Regions from separate parts of the Sus scrofa genome. Here region 2 is linked to region 1. The links are chromatin contacts, called in public HiChIP or PLAC-seq maps. All regions are on one chromosome and are shown on one strand. Each heading gives the region's core, a stretch centred on a gene start, on an enhancer-like site or on the middle of the called end of the contact. The rest is flanking DNA. Distances are from core to core; before and after follow the strand shown.

What was found. HiChIP or PLAC-seq counts read pairs in DNA pulled down with a chosen protein or histone mark.
Region 2: a contact with region 1 is called in an H3K27ac HiChIP or PLAC-seq map of alveolar macrophages. The contact joins two enhancer-like sites. A contact is called at or near these places in 4 of 47 Hi-C or Micro-C datasets (blood, fetal liver, fibroblasts and 1 more) and 1 of 2 datasets of contacts at active chromatin or transcription factors (alveolar macrophages).

The regions. Positions count from the first base shown.
Region 1 is chr17:27,875,447-27,880,150 of Sscrofa11.1, forward strand. No RefSeq gene overlaps it. Among named protein-coding and RNA genes, the nearest start is that of RIN2, 64 kb to the right of the region's middle. Within about 2 kb of position 2,280, at least 7 of the 83 cell types and tissues checked have an H3K27ac peak or open chromatin away from gene starts, as enhancers often do. A contact at or near this core is called in alveolar macrophages, where this site is marked.
Region 2 is chr17:28,056,491-28,061,194 of Sscrofa11.1, forward strand. It overlaps RIN2 (ras and Rab interactor 2), which reads left to right. Exons shown (of 13, transcript XM_021077420.1): 13 at 1-1,660. The coding sequence ends at 158. Among named protein-coding and RNA genes, the nearest start is that of NAA20, 11 kb to the right of the region's middle. Within about 2 kb of position 1,986, at least 36 of the 83 cell types and tissues checked have an H3K27ac peak or open chromatin away from gene starts, as enhancers often do. A contact at or near this core is called in alveolar macrophages, where this site is marked.

The DNA of each region.
Region 1 (4,704 bases), core at 1,030-3,529:
TGGCTTTGGAAACCCAAGCTGACCACTGGGGATAAAGACTTTGGCCAAAGATAGTTTTGCCCATAATCCCAGTTATGGTCATGAGTTAGATAATCCTCAGACCCACATCTTCAGAGGGAAGGGTCCACTGTCTTCTCTGGTTTTGAAACTGGGGGTCAACTTTATCTACCAACCTTGTCCCAGCCCCTCTTCAGTTCCCATGAAAACTTGATAAGAACTGCAAATCAGGAGTTCCCATCGTGGCGCAGTGGTTAACGAATCCGACTAGGAACCATGAGTTGCGGGTTCAATCCCTGGCCTTGCTCAGTGGGTTAACGATCCGGCGTTGCCGTGAGCTGTGGTGTAGGTCGCAGCCATGGCTCGGATCCCAAGTTGCTGTGGCTCTGGCGTAGGCTGGCGGCTACAGCTCAGATTCGACCCCTAGCCTGGGAACCTCCATATGCCGCAGGAGCAGCCCTAGAAAAGGGGAAAAAAAAAAAAAAAAAAAAAAAAAAACTGATATTCATCTCATGCATTTTGTTTTCTTTTTAATTTTTTAAATTTTTTATTAAGGTATAGTTTATTTACAATGTTGTGCCAATTTCTGCTGTAAAGTGACCCTGTCATATATACACACACACACATATATATATACACATTCTTTTTCATATATTACCTTCCATCACAGTTTATCTCAAGAGACTGGATATAGTTTCCTGTGCTGTATAGCAGGACCTCATTGCTTATTCATTCTAAATGTAATAGTTTGCATCTACCAACCCCAAACTCCCTGTCCATCCCACTCTCTCTGCCCTCCTCTTGGCAACCACAAGTCTGTTCTCCATGTCTCTGAGTCTGTTTCTGTTTCGTAAATAGGATCATTTGTGCCATATTTTAGATTCCACATACGAGTGGAATCCTCTGGTATTTGTCTTTCTCTTTCTGACTGACTTCACTTAGCATGAGAATCTCTAGTTGCATCCGTGTTGTTGCAAATGGCATTATTTCATTCTTTTTCATGGCTGAGTCATATTCCATTTTGTATATGTACCACATCTTCTTAATCCATTGATCTGTTGATGGACATTCAAATTGCTTCCATGTCTTAGCTATTGTGAATAGTGCTTCAATGAACATAAGGGGTGCGTGCATCTTTTTAATTACTGTCCAGATATAGGCCCAGGATTGGGATTGCTGGATCATATGGCAGTTCTATATTTAGTTCTCTGAGGCACCTCCAAGCTGTTTTCCATAGCGGTTGTACCAATATACATTCCCACCAACAGTGCATGTGACCCCTCCAGGTTGGATAATGGAAATGCCCATGGAATACCCAGGTACCCTCTTACAACTGTGCTGTGGACTTGAGGATCCAGTTCGGTTTATTAATTCTGGCCTCCTCTTCCCCAGCTATAAAGTCTTACTTCTTTCTTTATTTGCTCCTGACAGGGGTGTTAAACATACCAATGGACAGGAGTTGAGTAGGTTTGCTTTTCTTTTATTCTGCTGCCAGTCAACCTTATCTTGTTCCAGAAACACATTTCAAAACTTCCTTGGTAGTTCCCATCGTGGTGCAGAGGTTAACGAATCCAACTAGGAACCATGAGGTTGCAGGTTCGATCCCTAGCCTTGCTCAGTGGGTTAAGGATCCGGCGTTGCTGTGAGCTGTGGTGTAGGTCGCAACCATGGCTCGGATCCCGAGTTGCTGTGGCTCTGGCATAGGTTGGCGGCTACAGCTCCGATTCGACCCCTAGCCTGGGAATCTCTGTATGCCGCGGGAGGGGTCCAAGAAATGGCAAAAAGACAAAATAAATTAATTAAATTATTAATTTAAAAAAAAGTTCCTCTATGGTTTTCTTTAGCTTTGTTTGCAAGACACCCTTTCCTGGGTGTTAGGCTTGTGGACATGAGCATTTAGCTCTGTCTCACAGTTTGGGATTCATCTCTGTCTCTGGAAGCCTTCCTGGGACCATGGTCCTTTTTAGCTGTGACTTCACTACATCGTTGTCTGTGCAGACATATCAGCTTGTTGTGGTTCTTTTACCTCTTCATCAATTACTCATCTGTGTGGTCAGAACCCCGTTTTCAAGAATTGAGAAGGAGGATGGTTTTTTTAGATTCCAGCTCACCTTTCAATTCTTGGAAATCTCTGCTTTGAACTACGAGATTCTCACCAGATTAGGTTTCTTTCTCCTGGCCGTCATGGACACAAGGATGACGTGCGCATCTTCTCTCACTGTGTCTATCACTTCCACTTCTCCCATCGCTTCCTCCTTCTTAATTGGAAGTCAGTCGAGAACAGCAGCCCCTCCCACTGCTTTCTCAATCTTCCGAGACCTGGATCTGTCAGCAGGTTCAGTCAGGGGTGTGTCATGGGCCATTTTTATCACAATGATGCTAGGAGATGAGTGTGCACATTTGAAACCTCCCTCCCCGCCAGTTTTGTCTTTGATGTTTCTTCCTGATTTCTGTGCCAGGAATGATCATGCATTTCCTGTGTTTGGCAGTGGCCATGGCGTCCTGGATTACAGGAGCACTTTTCTCTATGCATCCCCATTCTTTTCTTTTCTCTTTTTTTTTGCCTTTTTTAGGGCCACACCCAAGGCATATGGAAGTTCCCAGGCTAGGGGTCCAATCAGAGCTGTAGCCGCCAGCCTGTGCCACAGCCACAGCAACACCAGATCCGAGCTGCGTCTGCAACCTACATCGCAGCTCCAGGCAACGCCAGACCCTTAATCCACTGAGCAAGGTGAGGGATTGAACCTGAGTCCTCATGGATGCTAGTGGGATTTGTTAATTGCTAAGCCACGACGGGAACTCTGCCATTATTTTCCAACATGAAAACTCATGTGTAGATGCAGAGATGTATTGGTTTCTGACTTAGAGAGACAGCTCACTGACACTCCAAACCAAACCAACCAAACTCTGTATCTTATGAACACGGCGTGGCGTCCTCCCTGCATCATGTTCTAGTTGAGCCCATTCCCGGTTGTCCTGCTGCCTCCTGTGAGCTTCTGTGCAGCTGTCATCTCCACAGACCCAGGTCTGGTTTTGCTTTTTCCAGACTCTGTGCTGCAACTGGACTGGCCCCACCAGCCACTTTTCCTCCGGCCCCCTTTGCTATCTGGCCCCCGCTGGGTTCGGCCCATGTGAGCACTGATGGGTGTTGTGGGTGGAAGGAAGAGAAAAACCAAGGCAACTCATCAGCCGTGGTGTGTTAGTGATTCAGATCCGTGCTTCTGCACAGTGGCAGCTCACCTGGGCTGATCACTGCAGAATGGTTACGTCTGAAAATGGTGGGGCCGGGAATGCCAAGCGCTGTCAAAATGACCCATCACGGGATGAGAAGGAACACTGGAGAGAGGTTTGTGAGGAGGGCACAGGCACACAAATCTATGAAGGACGAGAGACGAACAGCTACGAGACCCAGAGCTGCAAGGCCTATAGTGCGGGTTAATTGAGTAAGACTGTCCAACAGGCGGCATGAGAGAACAAGAGAGATTGTCCTTCACTTTCCCCTGTTGTGGGTGACAGGAGATGTGCTGATCAGGGGGATGCATACGAATGGCCGCTAGCTGGTGAGGCAGGAAGGGATTTTGACGAAGCGTTCTCAGAATCCTGGGATGGATCAAGAAGTGGGTGGAGCTTCCCAGGTGATTCCCAGAACGACACAGCAGAGTCAGCCAATCAAGGGTCCGGAGGCTGGTGAGTTGGGGGCCCCTCCCCTGGTGCTGCTCAGAGCCACACCACTAGCTCCCAGCAAAGCCTCGAGGGAGCCCTTCTGCCTGGCAGAACCTAAGTCACACAACTGCATCACAGCAGCACAGAGGCCAGACCAGGAGGGTTTGGTTTCATTGGCTCATTCTCTGTTGGAAAGAAGGAAATTATCCTATAAGACGTTAACTGTGTGGAGAGTACAGTCAGAGGTTTGGGACATACACAAATGACAGGTGTCCGCTTCAGGAAGGCGCTTTTTTAAAGGCAGGTGTAGAGGGTGATGTTAATCCATTCAAGCTGCTGAACCCACCTACCAGGGCCTGGACGGCTTGGCAGTAACAGAAATCCACCGCTCACAGTTCTGGGGGCCGGAAGTCTGAGCCCAATTCCAGGATGGTCCAGGGAGGGTCTCCCTGGTTGCAGATTTCTGTTGTGTCCTTATGTGGTGGGGGGAGTAGGGAAGCTCTCTGAGGCCTCTTTGAAAAGGGCACAAATCCCATTCATGAGGTCTCTGCTCTCCTGACCTGATCACTCCCAAAAGGCCCCACCTTCTAGCTCCACCACCTTGGCATTAGGTTTGCGGCATGAATTTTGGGGGTCACAGACATTTGGGAGTTCCTGCCATCGCGCAGTAACTTAAGAATCCGACTGCAGTGGCTCAGATTGCTGTAGCAGTGGTGAGGGTTTGATCCCTGGCCCAGCACAGTGGGTTAAAGGATCTGGCATTGCTGCAGCTGCAGTGTAGGTCCCAGCTGTGGCTCGGATTCAGTCCCTAGCCTGGGAACTTCCATATACCACAGATGTGGCCATAAAAAAAAAAAAAAAAAGATATTGGAGATGGACTTTTCATTTTAAAATATCACTTTGATGAGACCATTTGTTTTCCCAGTCAAAGCCAGTCCTGGCGATTGTGTATAAAGTCTGTGACTGCTGGCTTCTTTAGCTAGCTTCACATTTCATTTTAACAAGTTTTCTAAATCCAAGTTAGTGGTTCATGAATTTTGATCT
Region 2 (4,704 bases), core at 736-3,235, 180 kb after region 1:
GGCAGCAGCTGGCAGAGGACACATACCCTCAAAAGATCAAGGCCGAGCTGCACAGCCGGCCACAGCCCCACATCTTCCACTTCGTCTACAAGCGCATCAAGAAGGATCCTTACGGTGTCATCTTCCAGAATGGGGAAGAAGACCTCCCCGCCTCCTAGGGGACACGCAAGACTTCCCAGCAGTGCGTCCAAAGGGGGCTTGGGGACCCGGCCTCTGTGCTGGAGAGGCAGTCCCCTCCTTGGGGACCCCTCGGGTCAGTGACCGAGCCATCCACAGGCCGACCTGGCCACGGGCACCTTTAGCTGTGTTGCCCACGCAAGGTAGCTGAGCTTCCAGAAACAGTAGGATCCGTCCGTCTGAGATGGAGATTTGCATCTGATGGTTCAAAGGTCCTGAGATTGTTGGCCACCTACCCCCGGCCAAGTTCTAGGTTGGCTCCAGTGTATGTGTGTGTGTGTGCTGAGTGAACACTGAAGGTACAAGCCCTCCTCCTGAGTTCAGTGGCCGGCGTTTGACAAGACTGTCTGATGCAGTGCGTCAAAGACCCTGTCAGTTCTGTGGATGCCTCCGTCCATCCTCCCTTCTTTCTTTCTTTCTTTCTTTCTTTCTTTTTTTTTTTACAAAGAACCTTTGTGTTTTTATATATTTCATAGAAAATTTTATAGCAGTTGCAGGTAAACTGTCAGGATGGGTTTTTAAACTATTTTTATAACGTTAAGATATTCTATAATTATGCATGTGATTTTTAACATTTAATATGCAAAACAAAATCTCTTGCTGGATTTGAGAGTATTGCATTTTAAAAGTCTCTCTTCTGTAACTGGATGTTGCGGCAACTTTGTGGGGAGAGACGGCTGGGTTTCTTAAAGCCACGTATTACTGACACTGGCCACAGAATGCCTTTGGAAATCTGATGTACTGTTATTGCCTTGTTCCTGCTCAGTGATGTTGCGCTGTTTTGTGTTTGAACCGAGCGATGCTGCGGATCAGGAGAGAAATGAATGTAGAGAGAGGCCGAGAGAGAAATACAGACTCTAACGGGGGATTAAGGAGGGTAGTCTGCTGGTTCAGGCTCCTCGAAGGAAGTGGAGAAAGGGGGTAGAAGGAACCACCTCTGCTGAAAATACTGTAAATACACAGTGAGAGTTGCAAAGTCAGTCCCGTGTTATTTGCTTCTGGAATCCATTTCAAAAACCCCAGGAGGGAAAAAAAAATAATAAGAACAACATTTTTATCCTTTTCTACAGAAATCAAAATGAATAGCATCCAATTATTTGGGGCAGAAATCACATAATGTATGATGTGACTTTGAGTGAAATAAATGCCATTTGGAAAGGAGTTTGCAGACGCTCCCCCAAAAGCCCATCTCTGTGTGGTAAGAATGTGTGATGAGGTTAAATTTCTGTTTCATGAAACCTGTTTGGGGATTCACAAGGGATAAGGGTCTCATATCAGTGTAACACAGGTAGTTACAAAAATACGTTCTCGTACTGTGTAAAGATGCATAGTCATCTAATTTGGTTGGCTTTGTACCTTAGACCTTTTTTTAAGCTTTTGCTGTACATCTGGACCCCTCAGCACATACTGTGTTGTCCTTCCTTTTGTAAATGATTTTTTAAGTGGAATTTTGCACATAATACATTGTAATACTGAATGATGATCACGTGTGGAAGTACTTCTTGAAATAGTCTTAAGCTGCTTTTTTTCCTTTGGGAAGCAGAATGTAAGCATGCACCACAGAGCGTTCTGGAAACCTGGACGCCACACCAGTGTTGGTGGTTAGATAACCCGTAGAGAGGCAGCAGAAAAGTTTACATTTTTTCAGCCAGCTCGTGTTCTGACAGGAGGCAGACATCAAGGAAGCAGAAGGAGAAATCGTGTTCTAACCTGAAAGGCTTTCCAGTGTTGCCTGGGACAGACCTTGGCTCAGTTGGACACAGAGAAAACCACAGTTAATCAGAAGGGCCCTGTTGACACCCCGCCCTGGTCTTATGCAACCTCAAGTGCCCTGACTGTGAGGTCAGGGCTGTTTCAACATCAACAGGGCAAAGGTGGCCCTATTCCCGGTGCTCAGAGCCCTCCTGGCAGATGGCAATGCTCGATAGGTCCTTGTTGCCTGAACAAACTTTTTAACGCATTCGTAGGATGGGCACTTAAAGATCGGAACTGCGGCTGGACAGACTGCCTGTTTTTAATATTTGCAATGAATGCAGAGGGGTGGTTCAATCCCCATCATCGTGCTCCCGCTTTCCAAGTTAAGGTCGGCACGCCCTCCCTGTCCTTGGAGATGTGTACTGCCGATTACAGCAGGTCACGACATCTGGGCGACAGCCCGAGTCGCCTTCAGCGAGACCAGAATAGGGCACTGGTGAGAGCAGAAGACACCATCACAAGACAGCCCCTGGTTTTGTCATTGGGCAATGTTTCCTTGCTAAAATTATGGCATCACATGTGTCTTTGCTTTTTTCCCCCCACGCAGACATTTCTCACTTCTCAAATTGCCAGGAAACAGATTGCGGTGCCCTTTGGAAGGAATAAGAGGCGAGTACAAATATACATGCCGGGTGGAGGGAAAGGAAAATGTATTTCCAAATCTAAAAATATAAACGTTGAACGCCAGCCAGAGGAAAGGACTTTTTTCTGTTTTGGACTGTTCTATGCACGGCCAAATCGTCTCTCCTCTCCTCTGGGACGGGATGCAGACTAGAAATAGAAATTGTTACAGCAGCGTGGTCTCATGTGGAAGTTACAACTTGAGATCTGTAAGGAAACAGAAGGCAGGAAACCCAGCCGCGAATGCTTTCATTCATAAATGCAGCTTCACGTCCTCTGAGCAGCTCTTACCTCCATCTTTAAGACATTTGAAATGAGAGAGTGCTCTGATTATTATTTTTTTGGCTGCACCCATGCCAAAACCCATACCACAGCAGGAACACCAGCTCCTAAACCCACTGAGCCACAAGGGAGCTCCAGAGAGAGCTCTGAGTATTAACAGCACTGTCTGCCTGCTTCCTCCCCAAAGTCTGAGAGGAATGGCCAGGTACATGGGACACAGGTGTTTCAGTCACCCGTTAGGATCTGATCTTGAAATCCCCCAAATCATCATTTTCCAGACCATGTTCACGATGGTGAATTTGAGCCCTAATGGGCTGTTGGTCCTTGAGTCAACTGTGGTCAAAGTTGGAAGTATGAGAAAATTCATGTAACACCGCAGAATCCCAAACAGATGCTAAGAAAAACAGGAGAGCCTGAGGGAAGAAGAGCTGGTGTTTTTCTTCGAGAACACGTTTCCCTCCAGCGTTGAAGGATGGTTGGCAGTCGGCACCAACTTCTCCCACGTAAACAATGACTTTGTCAGGAAGGTATTCTTGGGAAGTTTATAAAAAATTATTCAGAGAGGTCTTTATTCAATAAAATAGTAGCCAGGTTCTGCCCTCAGACCCCCGCCCAGTAAGAGTCTCCAAGGGGCAGCTTTTTTCTTCTTTTCTCTTTCCTTTTTTTGGGGGCAGTTGCGGCATATGGAAATTCCCAAGCCAGGGACTGAGTTTGAGTCACAGCTGCGATCTGCACTGCAGCTGCAGCAACGCCAGATTCTTAACCCACTGTGCTGAGCCAGGGATCAAATCCGAGCTGCCACAGAGACAACATCAGCCTCTTAATCTGCTTGTGCCACCGTGGGAATTCCTCCGGGAGGGGGCAGCGTTGACTGAAGTGAGGCAGTGGGGGGGAGGGGAGGGAGCTTCTTGTCCCAATTTTTTTTTTTTTTCTGGCCACAGTGTGATGTGGGATCTCAATTTTGCAGACCAGGGATTGAACCCGGGCTGCAGAGGTGAAAGCGCTGAGTTCTAACCACTAGACCACCAGGATTCTAATAAACGGATGTTCCAGAGTGGAATTTGCTTGAATCTGAGGTTCTCGGCACGACACTTAGAACCTCATCATATAAATTAATAAGGGTATTTCCTTTGACCCAAGGTGGATCTGCTGTAGATGGTCCTGGACTCTGCCTGTCAGCCTGGGGGAGGGCTCAGAGCCCGAGGATGGGGCGGCCAAGACCCAGCTCAGCTCAGGGCGACGGTTTTCTCCCCAGGTCTGCATCTCAGCCTCACAGTCTAGAGGTGAGAGGAGGCTGCACCTCCACCACCAGCCCTGCCCTGCTTCCCTGGGCATCCTTACTGCACACAGCTGAAGGCATTTCCCCTCATTTAACTCTCTTCCTTCCCTCCCCTCCCATTCCTGCCCCAGGGTGGGGCTCAGGTTTTAAGGCGCTGAGCTTCCTCCAAGGCTCAAGGCCAAAGGGCAGGCACTGGCCTTTCTCACAACTTGCTTCCCCAGCTTGAGATGCAGAGTGGACTGGGCCTCATGGCCAACACTGCCCGCCCATCCCTGTCTGTCCTCAGGGCTCAGTGACCTTTGGTCCTATTCTCATCAGGGCCTCAGCTCCAGCCACTTCTGCAGATCACCTTCAGGCCTTTAAACGCCAATGCGTAGGCTGCCCAGACCATCAGAATCTCACCCATAGGACCCAGGCGGCTACTTTGACTAAAATTCCAAGGTGATTCTCCTGGGAAATGGAAGCTGAGAAATACCAGGATAGATCACAGGTCTTAGGAGAGAAACACCTGGGAGAGGTAAGACCTTGTCTACAGCCGCTAACACCAAATAGAGTACAGGTTCTTGGTTTTAGTTGGCTGATTTCAGCAA